5 separate regions of the Sus scrofa genome follow, and regions 1, 3, 4 and 5 are each linked to region 2. Evidence: chromatin contacts called from public Hi-C, HiChIP or PLAC-seq and promoter capture Hi-C data. All regions are on one chromosome and are shown on one strand. The core of a region is the stretch at or near the end of the contact, and the rest is flanking DNA. Distances in the headings are between cores, read along the strand shown. Region 1 has its middle 160 kb from the start of SYK. Region 2 holds the start of NFIL3 (nuclear factor interleukin-3-regulated protein). Region 3 has its middle 210 kb from the start of SYK. Region 4 has its middle 73 kb from the start of SYK. Region 5 has its middle 180 kb from the start of SYK.

The links. Promoter capture Hi-C pulls out the DNA fragments that hold promoters and counts their contacts. Hi-C and Micro-C count contacts between places; a contact is called where the count stands out from the background. HiChIP or PLAC-seq counts read pairs in DNA pulled down with a chosen protein or histone mark.
Region 1: an H3K27ac HiChIP or PLAC-seq map of alveolar macrophages shows a contact between it and region 2. The contact joins the enhancer-like site here to the promoter of NFIL3 in region 2. A contact is called at or near these places in 3 of 5 promoter capture datasets (fetal liver and liver), 27 of 47 Hi-C or Micro-C datasets (adipose tissue, alveolar macrophages, blood and 14 more) and 2 of 2 datasets of contacts at active chromatin or transcription factors (alveolar macrophages and skeletal muscle).
Region 3: a contact with region 2 is called in a promoter capture Hi-C map of liver, with 16 times the contacts expected there. The contact joins the enhancer-like site here to the promoter of NFIL3 in region 2. A contact is called at or near these places in 1 of 5 promoter capture datasets (liver), 5 of 47 Hi-C or Micro-C datasets (embryonic fibroblasts, liver and skeletal muscle) and 2 of 2 datasets of contacts at active chromatin or transcription factors (alveolar macrophages and skeletal muscle).
Region 4: a contact with region 2 is called in a Hi-C map of omental adipose tissue, with 2.0 times the contacts expected there. The contact joins the enhancer-like site here to the promoter of NFIL3 in region 2. A contact is called at or near these places in 3 of 5 promoter capture datasets (fetal skeletal muscle and liver), 21 of 47 Hi-C or Micro-C datasets (adipocytes, alveolar macrophages, blood and 14 more) and 2 of 2 datasets of contacts at active chromatin or transcription factors (alveolar macrophages and skeletal muscle).
Region 5: an H3K27ac HiChIP or PLAC-seq map of skeletal muscle shows a contact between it and region 2, with 5 times the contacts expected there. The contact joins the enhancer-like site here to the promoter of NFIL3 in region 2. A contact is called at or near these places in 2 of 5 promoter capture datasets (fetal liver and skeletal muscle), 4 of 47 Hi-C or Micro-C datasets (blood, heart right ventricle, liver and 1 more) and 2 of 2 datasets of contacts at active chromatin or transcription factors (alveolar macrophages and skeletal muscle).

The regions. Positions count from the first base shown.
Region 1 is chr14:2,257,762-2,260,461 of Sscrofa11.1, reverse strand. No RefSeq gene overlaps it. Among named protein-coding and RNA genes, the nearest start is that of SYK, 160 kb to the right of the region's middle. Within about 2 kb of position 1,296, at least 33 of the 83 cell types and tissues checked have an H3K27ac peak or open chromatin away from gene starts, as enhancers often do. A contact at or near this core is called in adipose tissue, alveolar macrophages, fetal liver and 5 more, where this site is marked.
Region 2 is chr14:2,602,411-2,605,110 of Sscrofa11.1, reverse strand. NFIL3 (nuclear factor interleukin-3-regulated protein) reads left to right here and starts at 1,337. Exons shown (of 2, transcript XM_001928870.6): 1 at 1,337-1,469.
Region 3 is chr14:2,308,942-2,311,641 of Sscrofa11.1, reverse strand. No RefSeq gene overlaps it. Among named protein-coding and RNA genes, the nearest start is that of SYK, 210 kb to the right of the region's middle. Within about 2 kb of position 1,286, at least 1 of the 83 cell types and tissues checked has an H3K27ac peak or open chromatin away from gene starts, as enhancers often do. A contact at or near this core is called in liver, where this site is marked.
Region 4 is chr14:2,175,254-2,177,965 of Sscrofa11.1, reverse strand. No RefSeq gene overlaps it. Among named protein-coding and RNA genes, the nearest start is that of SYK, 73 kb to the right of the region's middle. Within about 2 kb of position 1,440, at least 4 of the 83 cell types and tissues checked have an H3K27ac peak or open chromatin away from gene starts, as enhancers often do. A contact at or near this core is called in omental adipose tissue, where this site is marked.
Region 5 is chr14:2,285,826-2,288,552 of Sscrofa11.1, reverse strand. No RefSeq gene overlaps it. Among named protein-coding and RNA genes, the nearest start is that of SYK, 180 kb to the right of the region's middle. Within about 2 kb of position 1,337, at least 5 of the 83 cell types and tissues checked have an H3K27ac peak or open chromatin away from gene starts, as enhancers often do. A contact at or near this core is called in skeletal muscle, where this site is marked.

The sequences.
Region 1 (2,700 bases), core at 47-2,546, 340 kb after region 2:
GCCCTGAGAAAGGGAAGGTGGAGAAATTCTGCCCCTGTCAGTTCCGACCAAAGGAGTGGCTGGTGGTCCCGGATGGACTGTGTGGGTAGCACACCTTTGGTCCTGAGGAATATAAGAGGCCAAGAAAAGACTCTGTGTACCCTGACATGACAGGAAGAAAGCGGTGGCATACAACTCCTGTTCATGAGAAGAGGGATGTGTGACCCTGGGCAGCCTGACAGCCTGGACCCTTCTGGAGGGTATTAGGGCCAGCCCACGGGGCACTTTGTGACAGTGTAGCAACCTGCCACTGGGCTGGCCCAAGTCCCCCCAGACAGATGTCAGAGGTACTTTATGTTCCAGAGAGTAGGGGACTCTGGGTCTTAGGTCTGTGCTGACCCAAGACAGCTAGACTTGGGGCATGGGGTAGTGTGGGGCATGGGGTGGTCTCACCTAGGACCCAAGTATGTGTATGTTTGTATGAATGTATGTGGGTATGTGTAAGTGTGTGTGTGTGCACATGTGTGTGTGAAGCGATATGTTAGCATGTGTATACATGTGTGTGTGTAGGGGTGAGTGTGTGATTGTGTGCCAGTGAGAGTGTATATGCATGCATTTTTGTGTGTATGATGTTGTGAGTGTATGTACGTGGGTGTGAGTGTTTGCCTGGGAGTCATATGTGAGCAGGTGTGTTTGGATGTTTGTGAGTGTATATGGTGGTGCGAGGGTGGGCATGTGTTTGTGCTAATGTGTGTGAGTGTGTGTGTCAGTGATGGCTGCCCTGGGTGGGCAGGATCTGGCCTTATAGGCACAGGACCACTCTGCGAGGGGAGGGTGCCATTCTTTCATTGTCCTGATGGTGCCTGACACTTGGGCTCCCCACATTTTCGCAGGTGCTCCATGAGCTCGTCAACATCTGCCCAAAGCATCACAGTTAACAGAGGAGAAGCCCCAGCAAGCCAGAGGGGCTGGTACCCCCGTCCATCACTGCATCCCACACCCAGGGGAGACCTGGGAAAGAAGGCGGACCCCCAGCAACCAGGGAGGGAGAAGATTCCAGAAGAAGGGGGCAGAGGAAGTAGAAAGCTGCCCTGACTCCTGTAAATATTTGCTCTCCTTGAACCACGTCGGTTCTCAAGTGTTTCCTCCAACATCTGATCTGTCAGATCACACGCTCGTGTATGCATCTGATTTTCAGCTTCTCCTTTTCAACGAAGCCTGAAGGCGGTGGACCTCCCCTGCTAGGGACACAACTTAGTGAGCACTGGACAGCGCACATGTGCACAAACTCTTTTCCTTCATGAGCTGTCAGCAGTTCCCCTAAATGAATCATCAAACCGGTCTGAAATTCTTTAGTACAGAGGACTTTTTGTAATCCTCTGGAGACTGTGGGTGTGTGTCTTTTGCCCTAAGTACATGCACACACACACGTACACCCTCTTACGCTCTCACACATACAACACAGGCTCACATCTTTTCCTTTCGGGCTGTCATTTGCGCGTGGATCTGAAGATACTTTTGTCGTGACAATGAAGAATCACGTTAAGCTTCAATCAGATCCCGTTTCTCTTTTACAGGACTGCCTTTGCCCCTGTGAGGAGGACCTCAGCTGGGACTCGTGTGGGGGTGCACTGCGGTGGTGAACGGAGCGCCTTCCTGTGGGGGTTGCTGCCACTCAGAAATACAGAAATAACAGAGCAGGCGTGGGGTCATTTTGTTGGCAAGCAAGCCCTGGGTCCCAGCTCTGCAGCACCCCCGTCCCTCCCGAGGCTGGGCTGATGGACTTCATGGCTGTGCTTGCTGACTCTGCCCGCCACCCCCTTGTTTGCGAAAGTCCGGCTTGAATGCCCCACGTGTGAGTCATCGCCAAACGTCTTACATCACTCAGCTTCCTTTGAACTTCTGTTCATTTATTAGCCGCCCCCCCCCCCCTTTCTTGAACTTGTTGTGTGTAAGCGTATTGCCTGTTTCTGAATGTTTTCATCCTGAGATACCAGACTGCTGTGGGGTGTTGTTCCTATATCCATTAAAATGCCATGATGGGGGGTAACGCAGTGGAGAAGGACCAAGAGTCCCAAACTCCAGGGAAGACTCTGGCAGAAACGTACCCAGCCTGTAATTTCAGTCTGTTTTATGTCCCTCTCCTCATTTGCTTAAGACCCAATGCTTGTGTGACGTAGAGACCTTACATGTCTCCTTCACTGAGATGAAGGGTTCCCTGCATGCCTGCAGGGAACGTCAGGGTTATTAAGAGAACGAGAGGAAGAATGACAAGGAAATGACATTGTGTCTAGGTGTGTTTCTCTAAATCCACTGAAAACAGTATTCTCTGAACCTGTTCCCTCTTCCCACTTGCTGAGCGTGAGAGCAGGGGCTGTATTTACAAGTCCTGCGAGTGGCGCTGTCCAGCTTCTTCGTCCGGCCCAAGTGGGTGGACTGCAGGCTGGTGGGGCTGGACCATGTGGCCAAGTGCCAGCACCATCACCTGTAGTCTTGTTTGCTGATTAGACTGTCACAGAGCGTCCGGGACACCCCAGATGAAGGCTGCGTTCTTGGTTCTTGGGTGAGCAGGAGCCTCGCAGGGGATGAAGTGTGTGCAGTGTTGAATGACTGCCCCCAAGTGTCCTTCTGCGGGAGAGGAGTGCAAGAAGGCAGCCTGCTGCTGCCTCCCCTGGGAGAGGGCCTCTGTGGGTGGGGAGCGTGCAGAGAAGACCCGGGAGA
Region 2 (2,700 bases), core at 88-2,587:
TCATCTAAAAGTGGTTTTTCAAAGCTATAATGGGCATTGTGAGGACTGAGGATGAGGAGGAAATGTATTATTGCAAGTGAGAAAAGTGGAGAATATAAACCAAAATCAGGATTCATTTTCATCAATGGAGTCAGTTCTTTGGAATAAATATCTAATACAGGTGACTGACTCAGAAGCCACACACAGATGTGCTTCTTGAATTGGTGAGCACTTGGAAAGGTGCATTTGGGGAAGATGCTAAAACCCATATTGCAGGTCTATATTGTCAGAGCCTTGTTGGTAAATCTACACCTTACCAGGTGAATCGTGAACATGTGTGTGTTCTGAACAGCAGCATTGTCCTTGGAGAATAGTTTGAAACGTGAAGCTTTCCAAAACCTAATATGTGATAAGAATGTTTAAGCATCCATTTGGGGGTACTTACAATTCCTCAGTAAGAGACTGAGGAAGATAGAAGAGACAAACTTAGCAAGCAGATTTTCTATTGATGATAGACCTCGGTGAGGGTAGCTGGGAGAAAGGAAGGTGTTCACTCTATATTTTGGTGTTTAGTTCAACTTTTTTAAAGAATATTTTATCATAAGAAAAAGAAGTGGAAAGTCATGCAAGGCATTCAGCCCAGCTTCCACACAGTCCAAGCAGAGCAGGAGGTCTTTCCGCACCTGCCACATTCCCTATTTGGGCAATCTGTGCGTCACTATCAAGAATATGGCTCCCTTCGTAAAAGGCAGGCGCTGCCGCTTTTATCGATTTATCTATCTATCAGGAAATGCGCCGTGTGTGTGCCACGTGCCTTTACAGTCTTTAGCTCAATGACCTGACTCGCCGGGAGGTGCCCTTTCCCCCATTTCTTTACGTCTGTTACGTAGCCCGGGAATTTGGGAAGAAGACAATTGCATCCAATTAGAGGCAGAAATGACCGACTTGCTTCTACTTCAAGATCAAGAGACTCTGAACCTCTGTCTCAAGCGCCAGCAGCAAACACCAGCGAGCGTACAGGATGGGCGCACCCGGCCCGCGGACCCGCACTCCGGGCGGCCACTCTCGGCATGGCCGGGGGAGGGGGCAGATGGACCTTGGCCAGCTTCGTTTCCCAGTCGTGTTACGCAACAACTTTGCAGCCGTCATCTTCGCCCTAATTGTGTAGGGGGCGGTGTTCGTGCGTTGCGCTTTCTCCCCCCACCCCACCCCCCGCGCTCCCGGCCGTCGCGCTCCCAAGGGAGACGCGCGGGGCATTGTAATCGCTGCCAACGCAGCACCGCGGGGCTCGGAACCGCCACCCGCCTCCCTCCCCTCTGCGGCCGGCCCTGAGTTCTGGCCGCTCGCCTGCGCTCACCCTCGGCCTCCTCTCTCGCCCACCCCCAGGAGGAGGGGTCCTCTCGGCGTTTAGAGAGGGGAAGGCGGAGGTCCCTGCCACGCCCGGGTCGAGGCAGCCTCCAGCCCTCCGCCTGGTACTCGGTCGGCAACAGGTAGCCTGGCTCGCTGAGCGCTCGGGGAAACAAAACGCGCCTCTGCGAGTGAGCGAGGGTCGCTGGGCTTAGGTACCTCGGTGACCGAGAGGGTGAAGGCAACGGTGAGGGGAGAGGGACGGCAAGGTAGGGGGTCTCGGGCCCCTCCTCAGGCTTGCCCCGGTCGAGGTGGCCACGCTGGCCGTTGTGCAGCCCTGAAGCGGGGCGCGAGGCGCTGGGCGCGGGTCCTCCAGGCGCTCGGGCGGTGGCAGTAGCCGCGGCCGGGAAGGGACGCGGGCTGCTTGCTGGTGGCGCTGCCGGGAGGGGGCGCGGGCGGGGGCGGGGCCTGTGAGAGCCCGCCCCCGCCGGCTGCGGCCATTGGCGGTGGGCTGGGGGCGGGTGCGGGCACAGCGATTGGGGCCGCGGCCGCCCGTCACGGCTAGGCTGGCGGGCGGCGACGTAGCGCCGCGCTCGGAACTGACCTACTAACACACATCTCCCGGCGCGGCCACGGCGCCCGCGGACCCGGCGCGCCGCCCGCCTCCCGCGCCGCGCCCTCGCCGCTCCTGCCGTCCCGGAGGCCTGGCCGGACCCGGATCCCTGAGCGCCTCCAGCTCGGCTCCCGACTCCCTGCTCTTTCTCCCTGTCGCCCCGGCTCGCCGGCCCGAGAGCAGGAACACGGTAAGCGCTCCGCCCACCGCCTGCCCGGGCCCGGTGCCCCGTTCCCCGCCCGCTCCTGGGGCGCGCGGCCGGCGGGCACTGGGCGCGGACCGGGCTGCGCGCGGGGCCGGGCTGTGCGCGGGACTGGCCGGCGGCTGCGAGTGTGCGCGGGGCATTCATTACATAAACTTTTGCTGCCTTGTCAGGAGGGGACTCGCCACCTTAAGGTGGCTGCTTTGATTGCAGCGCCCTCGCGCCGGCACGTAGTCCGAGCTGGCTTGCGCTCCCCCCGCCACTGTTGCATAATGTCTCCTGATTTCAGGAAAATTGATGTTTTGGTAGAGAAGAGCGCCGGGGAGACTGAGCCATCTCCTGGGGAAGGGCAGCGCTCTTTCCTTTCTCGTGCCTTCTGCGGGGCTGGCGGCGGAGGAGAGGAGGGGGGCTGACTAATGGGCAATAGTCTTGATTTTCTCGTTGAGAAAGAGCATTGGTAGCGTGAACGGTGACGGCATTCGGAGAATGCCTGCGCTGCGTTTGTTTGTGTCCGGGGCTGAGTCTGCACAGACGTTTTCCACCCTGTTTGTCGTCAGCG
Region 3 (2,700 bases), core at 37-2,536, 290 kb after region 2:
CCACCAACCGGGGCAATGGTACACCCGGCTCCAGTGGGCTCTCTAATGAATGCCTGCGGGATTACAGAAGCCACTCCATTTAGAGTCCCGGGTTAATACAATGGGAACAGGCCTCTGGTAATTCGAGTTTATCCCCCTCACTAAGCCAGCACAACTGTTTGGCTAGAATGGGAAGCACGGGGTATGGAATTTGCTTATGAAAAGCCATTGCCATTGCTGGGCATGGTGACATTCTGTGATGACAAGATAATCACTGGCCTGGGGTGGGTCATCTGGCCAGGAGGAGAAGGCCTGGGTGTCCCTCTTGGGAAGAGCTAGAGGGGGAGCTGGGGTGGTCCAGGAGGGCCCCTGCTTGGCTGCTGCTCTCTGTCCTCCAGCCCAGGGCTCACAGGGGCAGCTCCCTCCCTGGGAGCACCGAGGAATTCAGGCTGCGCTGACTCCATGTGGCAAAGCCATCACCAAGGGCAGTCTCTTCCCAAGCCTTCCCCACACCCTTGTTTTCCCCGGGGCCCTGGGCCACCACCAGATCCCTGCCATGGCTGGCTGGAGCCCGACTCCCACAGCCAGGATGGCCTGTCCTCCAGACTTTTCCAAGGGGGCCAGTCTGAGTGGCGTTGGTGGTATAGTGGTGTTTATAGCTGCTTTCCAAATGGGCCAGTCCGCCCTCCTGCACTTGGCTTTGTCCACAGAATCCACTTCCCCTTTTTAATTTTATTTTTATTTATTTGTTTTTCTTTTATATGCAAGTTTCTGGGCTAGGGGTCCAATTGGAGCTGCAGCTGCCAGCCTACACCACAGCCACAGCAGCACTAGATCCGAGCCCCGTCTGTGACCTATACTGCAGCTAGAGGCAACATCGCAGCTGTAACCTACTGAGCGAGGCCTGGGATCAAACCTGCACCCTCATGGATACTAGTTGGTGTCTTAACCTGCTGAGCCACAGTGGGAACTCTTCCTTTTTAAAATGTGTTTATGACTCCAGTACTTGAGGAGGCTCAGCAATCCCTTGATGCTTTGGTGGCTCTGAGTGTGCCTGGTGCTGTCACAGCCCCCTTGGACCTGGGGGTCATGGGGTTTGGGTGGACACTCAGTCTCCTGATCTGGTGCTGCCTGTATAGGTGTATAAATGTGCTGACCAGAGGCACTTCTTGCTGCAGGTGTGGGCTTGCAGTTATAGAACCAGAAACCTGTGACTGCCCCACAGGTTGGTGCCTTCACCACAGCTGAGACCTGACTAAACAGCACCCCCAACCTCTGGCATGCAGAAACAGAGACAAGCCAAAGACCAGAGGGAAACGAGCCATTTTGGAAGGGCGTATATTTCTCAAATGGAAGGAAAACACAAAACAAAGTAATGAGGAAACTGGGACAAGTTGAAAAATCCACTTGGCAATCAAGAATTGTATTTGTTTTAAGTTGATGAAGAGTTTTGAAACACTGAGCTGGGTCAGGATTTGGAGGCTGAAGGGTCAGAGGGAAGGCTCTTAAAAGTGATGTTGAAAAATTCAACTGAGGCTGAGCAAGGCCAGATCCTTAACCCACTGAGCGAGGCCAGGGATCGAACCTGCAACCTCATGGTTCCTAGTCAGATTTGTTAACCGCTGCGCCACGACAGGAACTCCCTAAAACCCTCCAGTTTTGTATGAGCTCCCTTTTGAGTAAGAAGGAAAAGAAGAATATCTATGAATGTGTGTCTTTTTATGCAGAACTTGGTTGTTCTTTATTTAATACCTACAGAGTTAGACTTTAAAAAAAAGTTCATATATTTCTTTTTAATAAAACATACTTGTTACTGTTTAGTTTAAAAGCAAACTTTGAGTTTGTTGTTTTTGTTTTTCTCTTTTGCCTTTTCTAGGGCCACTCCAGCGGCATATGGAGGTTCCCAGGCTAGGGGGTCTAACCGGACCCGTGGCCACCAGCCTACGCCAGAGCCACAGCAACTTGGGATCCGAGCCATGTCTGCGGCCTACACCACAGCTTGAGGCAATACCGGATCCTTAACCCACTGAGCGAGGCCAGGGATCGAACCTGCAACCTCATGGTTCCTAGTCGGATTCGTTAACCACTGCGCCACAATGGGAACTCCAAAAGCAAACTTTGAATTTTATCTTATTAATAAAAAACCTAGAATACCTTTTCCTTTTTTCAGCCCAAAGTAAGAGTTTGATAGAAAAAATTTTATGCTATAGTTTGTCAAGTACACTTAACGAATTAATGTTTCAAGATATTTTATTTACTTTTCCTACATTTCATTGCATAGAATTCCCTCAGGGGTAGGATAGAGCGTTTATTTCTGTGCTGTTAAATCTTTAATCTGTCAGACATTGAAATGTTTTTCCACATCTTGCTTTAGTTTATATTTTAAAAGTATTTAAGGTAATTGGCCGTTGTGTTATGCCTTATTTCCTTCTGATTTTTAGTGCCAAACTTTCAGAAAAGGTTAAGGATGTGACTGGACTTTACACATGAAAGAATTAAACACTTGTGTAAAAAAAAAAAATTCAACTGAGAAAATTTCAAGATCTCTGAGACTTTATTCAATGATTCATGAATCAGGCAGCATTCTATCTAGTGCTATCTAGAAAGGAGCTCTGAGGAGCTATACAAACGAAGGCTTTTATAGGCTGACAGGAGTGGGAAGAGGAAGCTTCACGCAAGAGTAGGTTTTTTTAGGCAAGGTCACCTTCCTATGGGGGACAC
Region 4 (2,712 bases), core at 191-2,690, 430 kb after region 2:
CCCCTTGGCAGCCATAAGTTTTTTTCCTATGTGTGTGAGCCTGTTTTTGTTTGGTGAGTAGGTTATTTTGTGTCTTTTTTTTTTAGATTGTGTCCACATATAAGTGATATCATGTATTTGGTTTTGTCTGGCTTCCTTCACTTGGTGTGGTCATCTCTGGGTCCATCCATGTACTGCAAATGTCATTATTTCATTCCGGTTTTTTTTTTTTTTGGCTGCATAACATTCATTCCATTGTATCTATGTATCGCATCTTCTTTATCCATTCATCTGTCAATGGGCTTTTAGGTGGCTTCCACGTCTTAGCTATTGTAACAAGTGCTGCAGTGAACACTGGGGCGCATATATCTTTTCGAATTATAGTTTTCTCCAGATATAAGCCCAGGAGTGGGATTGTAGGATGACATGGTATTCTATGCGTAGTTTTTAAAGGCATCTCCACACTGCTCTCGGTAGTGGCTGTTCCGTTGTACATTCCCAAAGGTTTCCTTTCTTTCCACACTCTCTCTTAAACTACGTAATGTCAGTGGTTCTTCACGTGACTTAAATTCTCTTGTATTTGCATTTAAAACTGGCATTGTGCCATATAAAGGGGAATGCTAAAATTCATGTTAATAATTTAAAATGTTAACTTTTCTCTATTTGGAACAACAGTAAATAAAAACACCACGGCAAATCCAGAAAGACTGTGAAGGAAAGGAAAGCTTTACATGTTGGTACCTTCAAGTTCTCTGCTTTCCTACTTTTTGAACAAGGGTCCCACATTTAAATTGTGTACCAGGTGCTGCAAATGAGGTAACTGGACTTATGTAAAAGTCCTGGCAAATTCATAGCAGAATACACTTTAACCACGTTTAATTTGGAATTTCAAAAGTAAAGGGGAATTTTTGAGGTTTCCAACGAGAGAAAGGAGTTCATTTAGAAGAAATGAAAGTGGGCATGACTCGGGATGGCCGAGCTGGGTAAGGAGTCTGTCGTTGACCAAGGTTGTGCCGCCTTAGATGTGGCACTGAGGGCTCCCTCTTCAGGTTGCCCACTTGGTGAGGCCTTGCCGGGAAGGCCCACAGCCTCTCCACAGTCGGGTGGCGCAGGCTGCATCTCATCCTCTTCTGGTCTAGAAAGCAAAGGAAGCGGAGACGCCGGCATCCTGGGGCAGTAAAGGGCTGGTTGTGAAACTCCAGGCTGTCTCTTCACAGAACTGGCAGGGCTGGCTCTGGATCCAGGCCAGATTCCCAAGACGTGCAGAGATGCACCTCAGCCGGGCTTTCCCCGCAGAGGTGGGATGCAGCTTGAGGACATGCTGGAACAAAGTGTCCTGCTGCCTGGCACCTGGACCCCGTGGCCCAGCAGGAAGCCCAGGAGGATAGAGCGGGTGGGGGAGGCTGTGACAGCCGTGGCCAGGACTGAAGGACACTTGGGCCACCTGGAAAACTCCTGTTACCCGTATCAGATGATGGTTAGACTAACTCTGAGTTTATACCCCGGGTTCATGTGCTGGTGGACAGCACACACACACACACACACACACACACACACACACACATCTACAGACAGAGACACAAAGCTTAAACAGACACACACACAGGCATATGCAAACATCTACAGACAGACACGCACAGACACACAGACACACATCTACAGACAGAGACACAAAGCTAAAACAGACACACACATAGGCATATACAAACATCTATAGACAGACACACATCTACAGACAGATAGACAGACACAAAGCTTAAACAGACACACACACAGGTATACACAAATATCTATAGACAGAGAGACATATATCTAGAGACAGAGAGACAGACACAAAACTACAAACAGAGACACACACAGGCACACGAAAACATCCACAGACAGACAACACAGATACCTGAGACATACACACCACACATACATAAACATACATTACACAGACACAAAATAGACACAGAAACGTATATATATGGACACACGTGGATGCAGGCAGATGTGTACTTACACAGGCACACAGACACACACATATGCAGACATATTCATAGGCATATACACGTCAGTAGATACACACACAGACACACATGGCATGGAAATGTCTCTTTCGGCTCTTCAAAATGGAAATATACAAATAAGTCACCGTGGCCAAGTAAACGGTTAGGAGCTGGTAAACGGCCTGGAGAGTTGGGGTTCTGCCTTTCATCCCTTCCTCCTTCCCCTGTTAGAGGCACTATGGATCAAACACAGCCAGGCTACCCAGGAGGAGGGTACACGTAGCAACAAAGCACTGGGAAGAAGTCCAGCCGGCCGGCCGGGGGGATGCTGGCCGCCCTGCTAGGTGCGCGCTCAGCTCCATCTCAGGGCGCAGGTCCAGGCTCAGGAAGGAACAGAACGTGACTCCTGCTTGAAAGGACTTACAGCCGAATGTCCGTAAAACACATGCCTCCAATTGGATGGTACATCGTGTTACAGGCACTGTGAGAGCTGAGGGAATGTGAGGGAGTGGGCGGGCGGCAGTGGAAGGAGGGAAAGATTTATGGGGAGAGAGGCGTGGGGTGACTTTCCAGTTGGGAGAGCACAGGCCAGAGAGGGAGGCCAGAGCGGGCAGAGCCAGGCGGGCAGAGCCGGGGTGAGCAGGGCCAGGCGGGCGTGAAGGATGCCTTCCCGCCAAGGACCCCGGGGCACACACCGGGTCACGTGAACAGGTTTCTGTGCTGCAGGAGTGCTGCGCATCTC
Region 5 (2,727 bases), core at 88-2,587, 320 kb after region 2:
GTACAGTAGGTGCTCTATTACCCATCCATTCTAAATGTAGTAGTTTGTATCTACCAACCCCAACTCCCTGTCCATTCCACTTCCCCCCACCCCCCTGCCCCAAACACAAGTCTGCTTTCCCTGTCCATGATCTGTTTCTGTTTTGTCGATAGGCTCATTTGTGCCATGTTTTAGATTCCACATATAAGTGACATGGTATGGTATTTGTCTTTCTCTTTCTGACTTACTTCGCTTAGGACGAGAATCTCTAGTTCCATCCATGTTGCTACAAATGGCATTATTTTGTCCTTTTTATGGCTGAGTAGTATTCCATTGTATGGATGTACCACACTTCTTAATTATTAGAGAAATGCAAAGCAAAACTACCACATCACACATGTCAGAAGGGCCATCATTAACAAGTCCACAAATAACAAATGCTGGAGAGGGTGTGGAGAAAAGGGAAGCCTCCTCCACTGCTGGTGGGAATGTAAATTGGTGCAGCCACTATGGAAAACAGTATGGAGTTTCCTCAGAAAACTAAATATAGAACTACCATATGACCCAGCAATCCCACTCTTGGGCATATATGCGGACAAAACTTTCATTCAAAAACAATACCTGCCCGCCTGTGTTCACTGCAGCACTATTCACAATAGCCAAGACATGGAAACAACTCAAATGTCCACTGAAAGATGAAGGGATTAAGAAGATGAGGAACGGCTGGAACCCTATAGCCCAGTATTCGCTGTGTTTGGCAATCAGGGATGAGCTTCATTTGAGCCTTGGGTGGTCCTGGGTGAGTGGCAGCAGTGGGAGAAGCTCAGAGAGAATTCTGTGACACAGGGTGATGGGTGGAGATGGCCAGGGCAAGACAGGCAACCGCCAGGACAGATATGGCCTGACAGGCTCTGAAATTGAGGGCCACCCCTGGACACAAGCCCTGGACTTCCTACCAGGACTGGGGCGGGTCAGGGAGGTTGAATCCTCGGAGATCAGCTTGCATCCACGTGGGGAGGGCTTGGCCAGGTCTGTGAAGACCTGTAGGTGCATTCTGCCCACTGGCCACATAGAGAAGGTGCCGTGCTTTTCCTGAGTGGCCGTCAACCTCTGTGGCTCCAGTGGAGTCAGAGTAAGAAAAAACAAACAAACAAACAAACAACCAAAACCCCAAATGCTGCTCATTTCAAGCTTTGTTGGCAGTTCAGGTAAAAAGTAAGCTGCATGGAATACAGTGGATTTGGTGTGGGGGTGGGGGGAGGAGCTCAAGGCTGTCACTTCAATCAGAGCACAAACACTGGAGAGGAAAATAAACACTTTTGAAGGCACTTGACCTTTTAAATGCTGAGCTCTAAAAATAGAGATGGAGCATAGTCATGAGGCTTTACAGAGGCAAAAATGAAGCAAGGCTGCTCCTGTGTCTTTCTGCCTAGGAGCCTGGCTGCCTCCCCATCATTAGCCCTGTCACCGTAACTGGTGAGCAGACCGGTTACCTGGCAGGAGGTGGTGTGATCTCCCCCTGACCAGAAGAGCTGAGGCTGGAGACCTGTGGTTTCATAGCATTGCTTTGCTTCTTCACTACGTTAAACCTCTCTCCCTCTGTACGTTTTACCAGAGAGCTTATTCTCCAGGTTAGGAAACAAGAATTGCTTTCCCAGTTGGGCCTCATCTAAACACCAACATTTTCTTAAACCCCTTTCAAGTATTTGGTGAACACCCTGAATTTTGGGGGCCATGTCCTAGGTCCCAGTTCCACAGCTCTTGCTTGGTCAGGGGAGGAAAAGACAGGACAAGGATGGTGTCTTGCTGTCACTGTCCTTCCTCTGCGGTAATTTCTCACCTCTCTTGAAGTACTGACCACACACGTCCACCCACGCTAGACGAGGGTGACAAAATCAGTCCTTAAAAGCAGCCAGGCCACAGTCACGCAGGCATCATAGTGAGAGGGCCTGTCGTAGAGTTTTCTGAGCACAACGAACTTTCTTTTCAGCCATAATTGTTGCAATTTTAATAGGAAAGTGCTGTCTTGAAAACATGCCCACTGGAACTCAGATTCTGTGGAGAGGCTAAAAGTAGCCCTGCCCTGCTGCTCAGCACGACACAGCGACAGAGCACGTCTTTGTCCTCAGGTCTCAGGGGAGGTGACTTTGCTGGGCCTTGGTCACCCTCTTGGCCTCTCCTTGGGGCTGTGGGTCAAAGGTAGTTGGTCCTTGTTCCCTTTTTCTCCAGGTGATTGATTGATTGATTGATTTTTGCTGTTTAGGCCCAGACCTGCAGCATATGGAAGTCCCCAGGCTAAGGGTTGAATCCGAGCTGCAGCTGCTGCCACATCCATGGCAACTCGGGATCAGAGCCCAGTCTGCGACCTACACCACGGCTCACAGCAATGCTGAGCGAGGCCAGGAATCAAACCCGCGTCCTCATGGATACCAGTTGGATTCATTGTTGCTGTGCCACAATGGGAACTCCCTCTCCAGGTGATTTTAAAGTGAACTGGACTCATTTTATTATTTTTGTTCCCCAAGAGCTCAGGCGGGGTGTGAGGAATGGGACTGGATTGGCTTTTGGTCCCTACGTCTCTCAGGCAAGGGAGGAGTCTGGACCCACGTGCAGCCAGGCAGGACCATTTTAATCCAGCCCGATTCCCTCTTCCCTCCTCCCCTGATCACCTTGGGATCTTGAACTCAGGACAGAGAGGTGAGTCCGTCTAGCTGTTCCGCAGAATCAGGTGACATGAGGGGGCTGATG